Regions from separate parts of the Macaca mulatta genome. Here region 1 is linked to region 2. Evidence: chromatin contacts called from public Hi-C data. All regions are on one chromosome and are shown on one strand. Each heading gives the region's core, a stretch centred on a gene start, on an enhancer-like site or on the middle of the called end of the contact. The rest is flanking DNA. Distances are from core to core; before and after follow the strand shown.

Evidence for each region. Hi-C and Micro-C count contacts between places; a contact is called where the count stands out from the background.
Region 1: a Hi-C map of fetal cortical plate shows a contact between it and region 2, with 2.2 times the contacts expected there. The contact joins the promoter of RBM22 here to the promoter of RPS14 in region 2. A contact is called at or near these places in 3 of 14 Hi-C or Micro-C datasets (blood, fetal cortex germinal zone and fetal cortical plate).

What each region holds. Positions count from the first base shown.
Region 1 is chr6:159,666,738-159,672,840 of T2T-MMU8v2.0, reverse strand. RBM22 (RNA binding motif protein 22) reads left to right here and starts at 4,796. Exons shown (of 11, transcript NM_001257496.1): 1 at 4,796-4,935; 2 at 5,371-5,424. The coding sequence starts at 4,882.
Region 2 is chr6:159,410,291-159,416,399 of T2T-MMU8v2.0, reverse strand. RPS14 (ribosomal protein S14) reads left to right here and starts at 4,004. Exons shown (of 5, transcript NM_001266916.1): 1 at 4,004-4,210; 2 at 5,944-6,094. The coding sequence starts at 5,946.

The DNA.
Region 1 (6,103 bases), core at 3,547-6,046, 260 kb before region 2:
TCACTTGAGGCCAAGAGTTCAAGACCAGCCTGGCCGACATGGTGAAACCCCATCTCTACTAAAAGTACAAAAATTAGCCAGGTGTAGTGGTGCAGGCCTGTAGTCCCAGCTACTCATGAGGCTGAAGCATGAGAATCGCTTGAACCCAGGAGGCAGAGGTTGCAGTGAGTTGAGACTGCACCACTAACTCCAGCCTGGGCGAGAGAGTGAGACCCTGTCTCAAAAAAAAAAAAAAAAAAAAATATGTAAGCAATGACTGGCATTCAATAAAGAATCGAGACACACAAAAAAGCAAAAATAAACACATTCCTCACAAAGCAATCTATAGGACTGTATGTGGAAATGACCCAGATGTTTGAACTAATGGACAGAGACTTTAACATGTTGGGGCTCAGAAAATGATACCCCAAGTTAAGGCTCTGAAGCAGCCTCAGAAGCAAAAGTTTCTCTGACCTTCTGCCTTCCTGTCTCTGGCCCTTCATTCTTCCCCAAGCCTAGCCACAGACACTGAATCCCTTTTCCTCAAGGTGGGTCATAGAGAGAACCCCTTTTCCCCAAAGCCAGCCATAAAATGTAAAAATACTACTCTAGGCTGGGTGCAGTGACTCACGCCTGTAATCCCAGCACTTTGGGAGGCAAAGGCAGGTGGATCACAAAGTCAGGAGTTCAAGACCAGCCTGACCAACATGGTGAAACCCTGTCTCTACTAAAAATACAAAAATTAGCCAGGCGTGGTGGCGCGCACCTGTAATCCCAGCTAATCGGGAGGCTGAGGCAGGAGAATCACTTGAACCTGGGAGGCGGAGGTTGCAGTGAACCGAGATGGCGCCATTGTACTCCAGCCTGGGTGACACAGTGACACTCTGTCTCAAAAAAAAATAAAAATAAAAAATAACTTCCCCCTTGCTTTTCTGTGTAAAAACTGGCTCTAAAGAAATTATCTGAGCTACCTTGTTTTAGATCATAGGTCATAAGACGCCCATTCCAAAGAGGGTCCTGTCCATACCCAGAAGGAAGGAATGCTGCCGAGAGAGACCAAGAATCTAGACAGACAGGCCTCACTGGGTTTCCCCACTCAGTCTGTTAGCACTAAATTTCCATTTGGGTCTTCATTCTGAAGGCTCCTGTGTCATGTAAAACTATGATCAAATAAATTTGTATGCCTTTTCTCCTATTAATCTGTCTTTTGCTAGTTAATTTTCAGTGAATCTTAAGAGGGGAAAGGGGAACTTTTCTGTTGGCCCCTACAATGTTAAAACTAGTGGAAAATATGGAGCCAGGTGCCATGGCTCACACTTTTAATCCCAGCACTTTGGGAGGCCAAGGCTGGAGAATCACTTGAGCCCAGGAGTTCCAAGACCAGCTTGGGCTACATGGTGAGACCCGTCTCTACAAAAAAGTTACAAATTAGCTGGGCACCGTGGCCTGCTTCTATGGTCCCAGCTACTTGGGAGGCTAAGGCTGGAGGATCCCTTGAACCCAGGAATTCTAGGTAACAGTGAGCTATGATCATGCCTGGGTGACAAAGTGAGACCCCCATCTCGAACAAAAGAGAAAGAAAATATGGACAATATATATTGTGAAAGGAAATTAAATCTTGGGACCCCAAACTCATTAAGCCAAAGGGAAAAGTTGAGCTGGGAACTGGGTAACACAAACCTGTCTTCTGCTTTTGGTTCCTAAATAAGATAGCTACAAGATGAAAAGCTACGTGCCTCCCCCATATGTTGCCCAGTAATTCAGACCCTTCCAGAACCAGCAAACCCTTTTCATTTACAATCTCACTGGACACGTTCGGTATTCCAGTGGTATGATCACTTAGCTTCAATCTTTGTACCACAGATAGGTATTGAAGATGTTATATGGCATATAGAGGCTTTATCGAATTACACCCAAAGGCCCTAAATGGTAGCTGCATGAGTACCTCTTTGCTAAGCAATGAGGTCATGCTTATGAGGAAAGCTGTGCTGCAGAACTATATGGCTTTAGGTATACTCACGGCAGCACAAGGGAACCTGTGCCATCATAAAAACAACGTTGTGTGTATATTCCAGATGAATCGAAGAACATACCTGACTTATGACTGATACAAAAACCCAGATAACCAACTGTCAGATACAAAACCCTCACTAATCCATTGCTTGAGTGGTTGGTTTGGATTCTGGGGAATTTAGTAGCAGAAGCTATTGCTTATAATAGGAGGGATAATAATTTATGTTCTGTCCTGTTTCTGCTTACAATGTTGTTATAGTATGTGTCTGCAAATAAGTCAATGTGCAACCAAAAGGGCTAAGGTAATGATTGCCCAGAGAATTGCTTTAATTGAGGAGGCAGTAATATAGCCTGACCCAGCTTCCAGGTTTGCTTTCCTTTTATTGCTATAAATCTGGCCTAGTCCCTATATATATTTTTTCTTCTCTTTTCTTTGTTCCTTTCCAGGAAAGTAAAATTCCTCACTAGGAATTTCCTTGTGGGCAAAATATGGGGGAGGCATGTAGCTTTCCATCTTGTAGCCATCTTATTTAGGAACCAAAAGCGGGAGGCAGGTTTGCGTGACCCACTTCCCAGCTGGACTTTTCCCTTTGGCTTAATGAGTACGGGGTCCCAAGATTTAATTTCCTTTCACATTTCCTCCTTTTTTTCTTTAAAATCTTTTGGAGAAAGCATTTTAAAAGGAGTGTGTGTTCCTGGCCTCAGGTTGCTTTTTCCTCCTTTTTTGAGCTGGTTTCTTGTCGCTAGGATGGTTTATTCCAGGAAATTCAGGTCCCACGTTGCTAGGAAGGCTCATTCCTAGGAAGTCATGTCCCATGTTGCTAGGAAGGCTAATTCCTAGAAGTCATGTCCCACAAAGATTTTAAAAAAAAAATTGGGGGAGGAAAGAAGGAAAAAGGGAGGCAACGAGATGATTTTGAGAGCTCCAAACTTAAAGGAGAAAGGGCTCCTATCCCTTTTCTCTTAATGTTAAATGTTATTTTGTTTGTGGAATGTTCACTCTGTAATATTTATATGAGGAATAAGTATCCTATTATGCATGCTTTGCAATATTTATTGACCTAAGGAGTGCCTTGAGCCTGTGTGTCCAAGGCTCTGAGTGCTCAGTGAGTGGCAAGTACTAAGGAGAATTGTTTTCTTGGAAACTCAACATAGTTCGTGGCTTTTTTGATTGAAATAGCATCAGTAAAAGTCTGACATTGTGGAAAAACACAAATGTATGTGGACTCTGTTATTTCTGACCTTGCATTCCTCACAAGACACGTGAAATTGGAGTCACAGATGTAGAAACCAGGCAGAAGACTGAAGAGATGATACTTGAGAATTTTCCAAATATAATAAAAGACAACAAATCACAGATCCAAGAAGCTCAGATAAACGCAAGGACTTTCTTATAAAGGCAAAGATATACTTACCATATGAACAAATAATCTCACTCTAAGGTATTTACACAAGCAAAATGAAAACCGATGTCCATACAACGATCTGTATGTCAATGTTTATAATGGTTTTATTTATATTCACTAAAATCTGGGAACAACCCAAATGTCCAGCAACTGACAAGTGAATTGTATGATATATCCATACAATGGAATTCTACTCAGTAATACAAAAGAAGAAATTATTGATACATGTAACAATATGGATGAAATCTCAACTCAAAATACTAAGTGAAAAAAATCAGATCCAAAAGGCTATGTAGGATTCCATTTATATGACATTCTGGAAAAGGCAAAACTAGGGACAGAACACAAATTAGTGATTGCCATGGTTTGAGTATGGGAATAAGTGGATTAACTACAGAAACAAGGGAACTTTGGGGATGATAGACAATTCCATATTTGACTGTAGTGAATGTATGTAAAAAATTCAAAACTAAAAAGGATAAAAATTTATGTGAAGTTATACTTTAAATCAACCTTTTTTTCCTGAGGTGATTTAAATAAATATGTTAGGTAGTTTGATGACCCGTTAAGTACGAAAGTGGTACCAGAATGGCTTGAAACTCATAAAATATTGGCGGAGTGGTTACGAGTTATTCCAAAAATCAAATAATGCATATGTTTATTCATAAGGCCCTTATCATTTCAGAAGCTGGAAATGAAACAGTACTAATGTCTTTGAATTTGTGGCTTCACCACTTTTTAGCTCCACAACTAGGAGCTAAATCAGGAGAGATTAATCTCTCTAAACCTGTTTTCTTTTCTATAAAAGAAGGATCATCATACTTGCCTACAGGGTAGAGTTACCAGATAAAATACAGGAAGATTGGTTAAGTGATGCGACTTTCAGACCAACCACGAATCCTACTTTAGTACAAGTAGGTACCAAATATATTTATAATTAAAAAGCGATTCGCTGTTAATCTGAAACTCAACTTTAGACGTTCTGTAATGAGAGAGAGAGAGAAAGAGAGAGAGAGAGAGAGAGAGAGAGAGAGAGAGAGAGAATGAATAAGAATCTGACAGCCCTACAGAGAAGTTATGAGAACAAATGAGACACTGGAACCACAAGACGTTCGCCCAGCATTTGGCATAATAAGCGCCTCAATGGTAGGGAACGCTGTTTTAATCCCAGCCTCTTATGTATTACGTCTTACTTTATTCTTTCGCCCAATTTTTAAATAAATCAGCTGCACGTGTGGCCCTTCTTTCCAAGCAGGCAAAAACTCAAAGGAAGCATCCAGGTACAATATAACAGGACCCGGATTGTTAAGCTTAGAAATTCCAAGAGCGGGCGACGTCATGACGCAAAGGCTCCGCCCCGGAAGAGGCACTGGACGCGTAATTAAGACGCCGACTAGCCCGGCGCTAGCCTCGGGGCTTGACGGGATTGTGGCGGTCCTCTCTCCCAACTCGGAAGCTACAGCTGCCTCCGGACGCTCTCAAGATGGCGACCTCTCTGGGTTCCAACACCTACAACAGGCAGAACTGGGAGGATGCGGTGAGTGTTCCTGCCGGAGGAGGATGGAAGGAGGAGGCGAAGCCGCGCACCTTGCAAGCTCGCAGGACAAGGCCTGCGGCGCGGCCGAAGGAATTCCGGGGAGGAGCCAAGGCGGTGGCCTAGCTTTGGCCGGAGCAGGAGGCCGGAGGGCGATCCTCTTGCGGGCTTGAAGGGCGGGGGCTTAGCCAGGGTCCCGGGACCAGCGCCCTTTCCATCCCTGCCCCCTCCAGCCTATTCGAGCTGGTTTTCTTTTCTCCCGCCGCCTGCCGGAAGTGCAGACAGCGCCCCCTCCCGCGATCGGGTCGTGATGGACTTCGGGTTCCTGCCGTACCTTGTTCCCCACCCTGGCTTCCCGCCCCCTCGCCGCCCCAAGTGTCACTGAGGTGTCAGGGTCTTCGGAAGGTGGTCCTCAACCAGATTTCCCATTTTCACCAGGACTTCCCCATTCTGTGCCAGACATGTCTTGGAGAAAACCCATATATCCGAATGGTGAGTGATCGCGTGTGAAACGAGTTATTCATGTCCTGTCAGTGTTGTGGTACTTGCACACTGTGAAGTGTTTCTCTTAGACAAGCAGAAAAAATGATGCTGTTTTACTAACCCAAAGTGCTGGACGACTTGCAAAGAACTGTCATGTGTATTCTCTTACTTACGAATCCGGTAACACTCCTGTGATGTAGGGGTAATCATGATAGCTAGTATTTGTTGAGCATTTACCCAGGAAATAGGTCTGTTGGCCAGAAGGTGAGAGCGTTTGTGTCTTTTCATACAATAGTAATGAATGGAGCTGGGATTCAAGTTCAGATATTCTGGCTGTAGGAATGTCAGCATGATAGGAGGAGAACCAGAACTAAAAACTAGGTTTCCTGACTCCTGGTCAAATGCCTTTTGGCCAGTGTACTTTATCTCTTTAAGCATTCCCCGTTTCTTATAAACAAGGGTAAAATTAGAACCAGTTAACAATAATTAGGTTAGGGCTGTATTATTGTGTAGTCGTAGAGATGTTGATATATTAGTATGTTCAAGATGTTTGAATGGTTCAAGATGTTTGAATAGTTCTGTTTAAACAGAACATTTACTATATTCCGGGCATTGGCACAGGTCAAGTCTACAGTAGCTACCTTTTGACTAAACTTTGTAAAGTGGGCGGGCCATAGCTGTATCCTCT
Region 2 (6,109 bases), core at 2,755-5,254:
CACCTCAGGGCCTTTGCATATTCTATTCTCCCTGCCCAGACCATTCTTTACACCTTCACATAGCTAATTCCTACTTTACTTTCAAGTCTCAGTTCAAATGCCATGATTGTATCTCAGTGCCTGACAAAGAGTAAGCACCCAATAAAGGTACAGGTTTTCAGCTGGGTGTGGTGGCTCATGCCTGTAATCCTAGCACTTTGGGAGGCCAAGGTGGGTGGATCACCTGAGGTCAGGAGTTCAAGACCAGCCTGGACAACATGGTGAAACCCCATCTCTACTAAAAGTACAAAAAATTATCTGGGTGTGGTGGAGGGCACTTGTAATCTCAGCTACTTGGGAGGCTGAGGCAGGAGAATTGCTTGAACCCAGGAGGCGGAGGTTGTGGTGAGCCGAGATTGTGCCACTGCACTCCAGCCTGGGCAACGGAGTAAGACTCCGTCTCAAAAAACAAAAGATATAGGTTTTCAGTATACATTTTAAAAATATTTAGGCCGGGCGCGGTGGCTCAAGCCTGTAATCCCAGCACTTTGGGAGGCCGAGACGGGCGGATCACGAGGTCAGGAGATCGAGACCATCCTGGCTAACACGGTGAAACCCCATCTCTACTAAAAAATACAAAAAAACTAGCCGGGCGAAGTGGCAGGCGCCTGTGGTCCCAGCTACTCGGGAGGCTGAGGCAGGAGAATGGCGTAAACCTGGGAGGCGGAGCTTGCAGTGAGCTGAGATCCGGCCACTGCACTCCAGCCTGGGCGACAGAGCCAGACTCAGTCTCAAAAAAAAAAAAAAAAAAAAAAAAAAAATATATATATATATATATATATATATATATATATATATATATACTGGGTCTCACTATCGCCCAGGCTGGAGTGCAGTGGTGTGATCACAGCTCACTGCAGCCTTGACCTCCCAGGCTCAGGTGATCCTCCCAAGTAGCTGGGATTATAGGCGCAGGTCACCATGCTTGGTTAATTTTCCTATTTGTTGTAGAGAAGGTGTTTCACCATGTTGCCCAGACTGGTCTCCAACTCCTGAGCTCAAGTGATCCTCCTGCCTCAGTCTCCTACAGTGTTGGAATTACAGGTGTGAGCCACTGAGCCCCGCAGTTTTCAATATGCATTTAAAAATGTACTATTATTGGCTGGGTGCAGTGGTTCACGTCTGTAATCTCAGCACTTTGGAAGACTGCAGGGGGGCGGTGAATCACCTGAGGTCAGTTCAAAATCAGCCTGGCCAACATGGTGAAACCCTGTCTCTACTAAAAATACCAAAAAAACTAGCCAGGCGTGGTGGTGTGTGCCTGTAGACCCAGCTACTAGGGAGGTTGAGGCAGGAGAAGGCAACAGAGCGAGACTCTGTCTCAAAAAATAAAAAAATAAAAAAATAAATATACTATTATCATCCCTATTTCACAGATGAGAAAACTGAAGCCCAGAGAGGTTACAATGTTGCCCAAAGACTCACAGCTAATAACTGCAGAAACAATAAATATGTTGATTAAATAAAGTGGAGTTTGAAAGCAGTGACTTTGATGGTTTCTGGGATAAAGATAAGGCTTCCCTGTGGAAACATTTGTCCTGAGGTGATTGTGTGGGCTGCCTTCAGCCATAAGATCAAGGCCTGGCCGGGCGCGGTGGCTCAAGCCTGTAATCCCAGCACTTTGGGAGGCCGAGACGGGCGGATCACGAGGTCAGGAGTTCGAGACCATCCTGGCTAACACGGTGAAACCCCGTCTCTACTAAAAAAAATACAAAAAACTAGCCAGGCGAGGTGGCGGGCGCCTGTAGTCCCAGCTACTCGGGAGGCTGAGGCAGGAGAATGGCGTGAACCCAGGAGGCGGAGCTTGCAGTGAGCTGAGATCCGGCCACTGCACTCCAGCCTGGGCGACAGAGCGAGACTCCGTCTCAAAAAAAAAAAAAAAACAAAAAAAAAAAACAAAAAACAAAACAAAAAAAAAAAGATCAAGGCCTGCTCCCTCCATGAAACCATGTGAGGTTTGGAGGTCTGTTTAATACAACTCTTAACCAAAGCGGAACTCACTCCACAATACTCCAGTCTCTGCTAACATATTGGGAAGCTCATTACTTAAAACAAAAAAGTCCTCTCCTTCAAAAAATACAGACATTTCACAGAACAGATGCAAATGGTTAAACAATCGGTAAAGAGATGTCTGACGTCACTCATCATGGAAGAAACGCAATGCAACAAGAAGGTATGTTGAGGCCGGGTGCAATGGCTCATGCCTGTAATCCCAGCCCTTTGGGAGCCTGAGGCGGGTGGATCACCTGAGGTCAGGAGTTCGAGACCAGCCTGGACAACATGGTGGAACCCCCGTCTCGACTAAAAATACAAAAATTAGCCGGGTGACGTGGTGCACACCTGTAATCCCAGCTACTCGGGAGACTGAGGCAGGAGAATCACTTGAACGCAGGAGGCAGAGGGTGCAGTAAGCCGAGATGGCATCACTGCACTCCAGCCTGGGCAACAAGAGCCAGACTCTCTCAAAAAAAAAGAAGGTATGATGAGTTTTTCAGTTTAGCAGAGTGAATTTTTTTTTTTTTTTGAGACAGGGTCTCGCTGTGTCACCCAGGCTGCAGCCACAGGATATATTAATATATAAAAAATATATCTATAATATTTATATAGTATGTAATCCAAAAATACTGTATATAGTCCATATAAATATTACATATAGTATATAGCTAAAATGTATCTACTGCTTGCCTAGCTCTGTGAGGTACACTTCTTGGCCCTTCCCCACAGCTCCAACATATTCTCCCAAACCTTCAAGGTCCTTCAATGTTGTTATTAGAGGATGGGCACCATGGCTCACGCCTGTAATCCCAGCACTTTGGGAGGCCGAGGCGGGTGGATCACGAGGTCAGAAAATCGAGACCACCCTAGTCAACACGGTAAAACCCCGTCTCTACTAAAAATAAAAAAAAAAATTTTGCCGGGAGTGGTGGTACGCGCCTGTAGTCCCAGCTACTCGGGAGGCTGAGGCAGGAGAATCGCTTGCACCTGGGAGGCGGAGGTCACGGTCAGCCGAGATTGTGCCACTGCATTCCAGCCTCGGCCACAGAGCAAGGTTCCGTCTCAATATACATATATATTTAATAGCTACTTCCACAGAGCCCTCTAATAACTATATATATACACATATATAAAAATATATATAAATACATAAATATATAAATATTTAAAATATATATAGTTATTAAAGGGCTATGTGGAAGTAGCTATTAAACACATGGGCTTTGAAGCTAGAATTCCAAACCGTCTGCAAAGGTGTGCTCTCAGTTAACATCCTTTATCTGTAAGAAGGAAATCAAAACTATTTGACAATGTGACAATGTCTTGAGGAGTAAATGAAGCAATGCATATAAACTGTTTAGCCCAGACCGGTCTGTAAATACATATTGAATAATTTATTCTTATTTTTCCCATTATATAGTATGACAAAGTACGTGATCACGGTGGTTTTCCCCGTCTATGTTGCCTAGGCTGGCCTCGAACTACTCGGCTCAAGCGATCCTCAGCCTCCTAAGTACCTGGGACTAGACGCAGGCACCACCCTGGCTTTAATTAATGCCGTTTTGTTGTTGTTATTCCCCTGCTCCACACAAGGGGCGCTGCCGCTCCCAGGCTGCCAGGGCGGGAGTCAGGAGGGCGGAAGTCTGTCTAGCCAGGCCACCGCCGTCATGGAATACAGGCCCACCTCACCCCGCGGGTGTAGCCGTTTCGTACTGTCGCTTAGGCAGACCCGCTCGCAGCGACAACCAGCCACTCTGCCTCTTTTCGCTCTCCCTTAAGTAATAAACCGTCTTTCCCTATGACGAGTCTTAAACTCTTTGGAAGCAATAATGGCGGCGTCTTCCGGGAGCCGACCTCGCCCGGTGACCTCAGAGGTATACTTCCGGGACACGGAAGTGACCCGTCGCTCCTCCCTCTCCCACTCTCTCTTTCCGGTCTGGAGTCTGGAGACGACGTGCAGGTAGGAGGCCCGGGCGCGACAATCGGGGGGCATCCTGCAGCAAGGGGACCCTGTGGGGCTTGGAACGAAAGACTGGGGTCTTTCCGTGGGAACTGAGCTAGCTGCCGGGCAAGAGACGCGCGGCTGGCCCACTTGGATCCTGGCCAACTCGGGATTGAGTTCGCGCCTGGTCTCGGAAGGCCGGTTTTGCTTCAGGGAGGAGCTTGCGAAGTAAGGGTGAGTGCGGGTCCAACCTTTTAAGGCCTCGGCCCCGCAATACGGCCACGGCCTCGTTTCAGGGGCACAGCGTAGTTGAGCGAACCCGGGACAGACGTGGGTTCCCACCCCTATCTCGCCAACTTTTTTCTTGATTATCGCAGGCCCGCGCCTAATCTCGTTCATTTCCTCATCTGCAGTATAGGAATAACAGTAGCACCGATCCCATGGATTTGTAGTGATCATTCAAAGAAGGAAAGCAGGGAAAATTCTCGCCCTGTATTGGATGCTTCTAAATCTGGGCAATTCTTTCCGTTGCTGAGTCGGGCACGTTGCAAGTTCTAGGCGCTCAGGGCCCAGCACCAATGTTTGCTGTGTGCTTGCCCTGCATTTATATACCCCCGATGACCACTCTGCTCATTACTATAGGGGATGTTAGGGACGGAGAAACGGCAAATTGGCATTTACTGAATGGCCACCATGCCGAAACATACTCATGCTTACATAGTTGAGATCTGCTGGAGCCTTTCTATGCTTCTCCAGGTAGAACCTTAGTCTTCTCTTCTGTGGCGCGTTCCTTACGATAGTTAACGCACTTCGTCGTGTTCATTAGCCTGATTTGAAGATAGGAACAGCTAACTTTGTACACCCAAGACTTACACTTGAAGTACTTACTGTGGTCACACACTAAAGTTTATATAGGGAAGGCACAGGAGAGGTCTAGGAACACCTGAGACAGACTGGGGTAGTTATTTGTGGTGTAGAGGCACCTTGGCAGGAGGCAGAGAGTGCTGGGCTGGGAGTCAGGACACGTCGTTTCTAGGTTTGGTTTTGCCACTGTCTTTACTGTGACCATAGGCTGCGACACTCTGTCTTCACCATCTGCAGGATACCGATTGGCGTTAGTGTCTTCTGAATATGTTAAATTGTTTTGAACACCAGGAGGTTCAGAAGGCCTGGGTCTTTAGGCAGGAAGCAGTCTTCTCCTAGTCTTCCACTTTCTCATTCATTCTCACCTGCCTTCCTCCTGTCAGTTTCTCCCTCCCTTAGATCCTGTGACAGTATGATTGCACTTATAAGGCCATAATAGGTTGGAGTTGTTTGGTCTCAGAGACCCATCAGATTTCTGGGATGAGTCTTTCCCATTTCCCTGCCTTTTGGATGTATTTTAGTGCCTTTGATATTTGATGTTGGTGAAAGATTTAGTTCTAAATAGTTGTGGGTGTCAAATCAATTGCATTTTGGGCTTTTGAAGGGATCAGGTGGAGCACGGGAAAACAGGAGATGAGAGGCTTGAGGGCTGTGTTGGTAAGGGACCCTTGAATTCTAAGCTGAGGAGTTCATGTAGGAGTCAGGCAGCTCCCTCGCCCCATAAAGGGTGTTTGGAATGGTGTTACCAGTACATGGGTAGGTATTGGTCTTGGGTTTCTTCTTGCCTTTTGGGATGCAGCCTTCAGGCATCTGCTGCTAGATCCCTAGGCTTCTATCCTGTAGGTGCTGTGAGCTTCGCTGTTGATAGTTTCTGGGGAAAGAATACTTCTCATGGTACTTTGCTATATGGCCACAGTTGACACCCCTCCGAGTGCAAGGAGAAAGAACTTTTAGTAAGGCAGAGATGAGAGAATATAGCAGAGTCCTGGATGGAAGAAGACAGGGACATGAAGCAAGACTTAGGGTTTTCTTTAATAGCCGGGGGAAAGGGATTCTGGAAATGTTTTGTCTGTTAACCTTGAGTTTCTTTTCCTTCCACTCAGAAATGGCACCTCGAAAGGGGAAGGAAAAGAAGGAAGAACAGGTCATCAGCCTCGGACCTCAGGTGGCTGAAGGAGAGAATGTATTTGGTGTCTGCCATATCTTTGCATCCTTCAATGACACTTTTGTCCATGTCACTGACCTTTCTGGCAAGTGAGTACCTGGGTG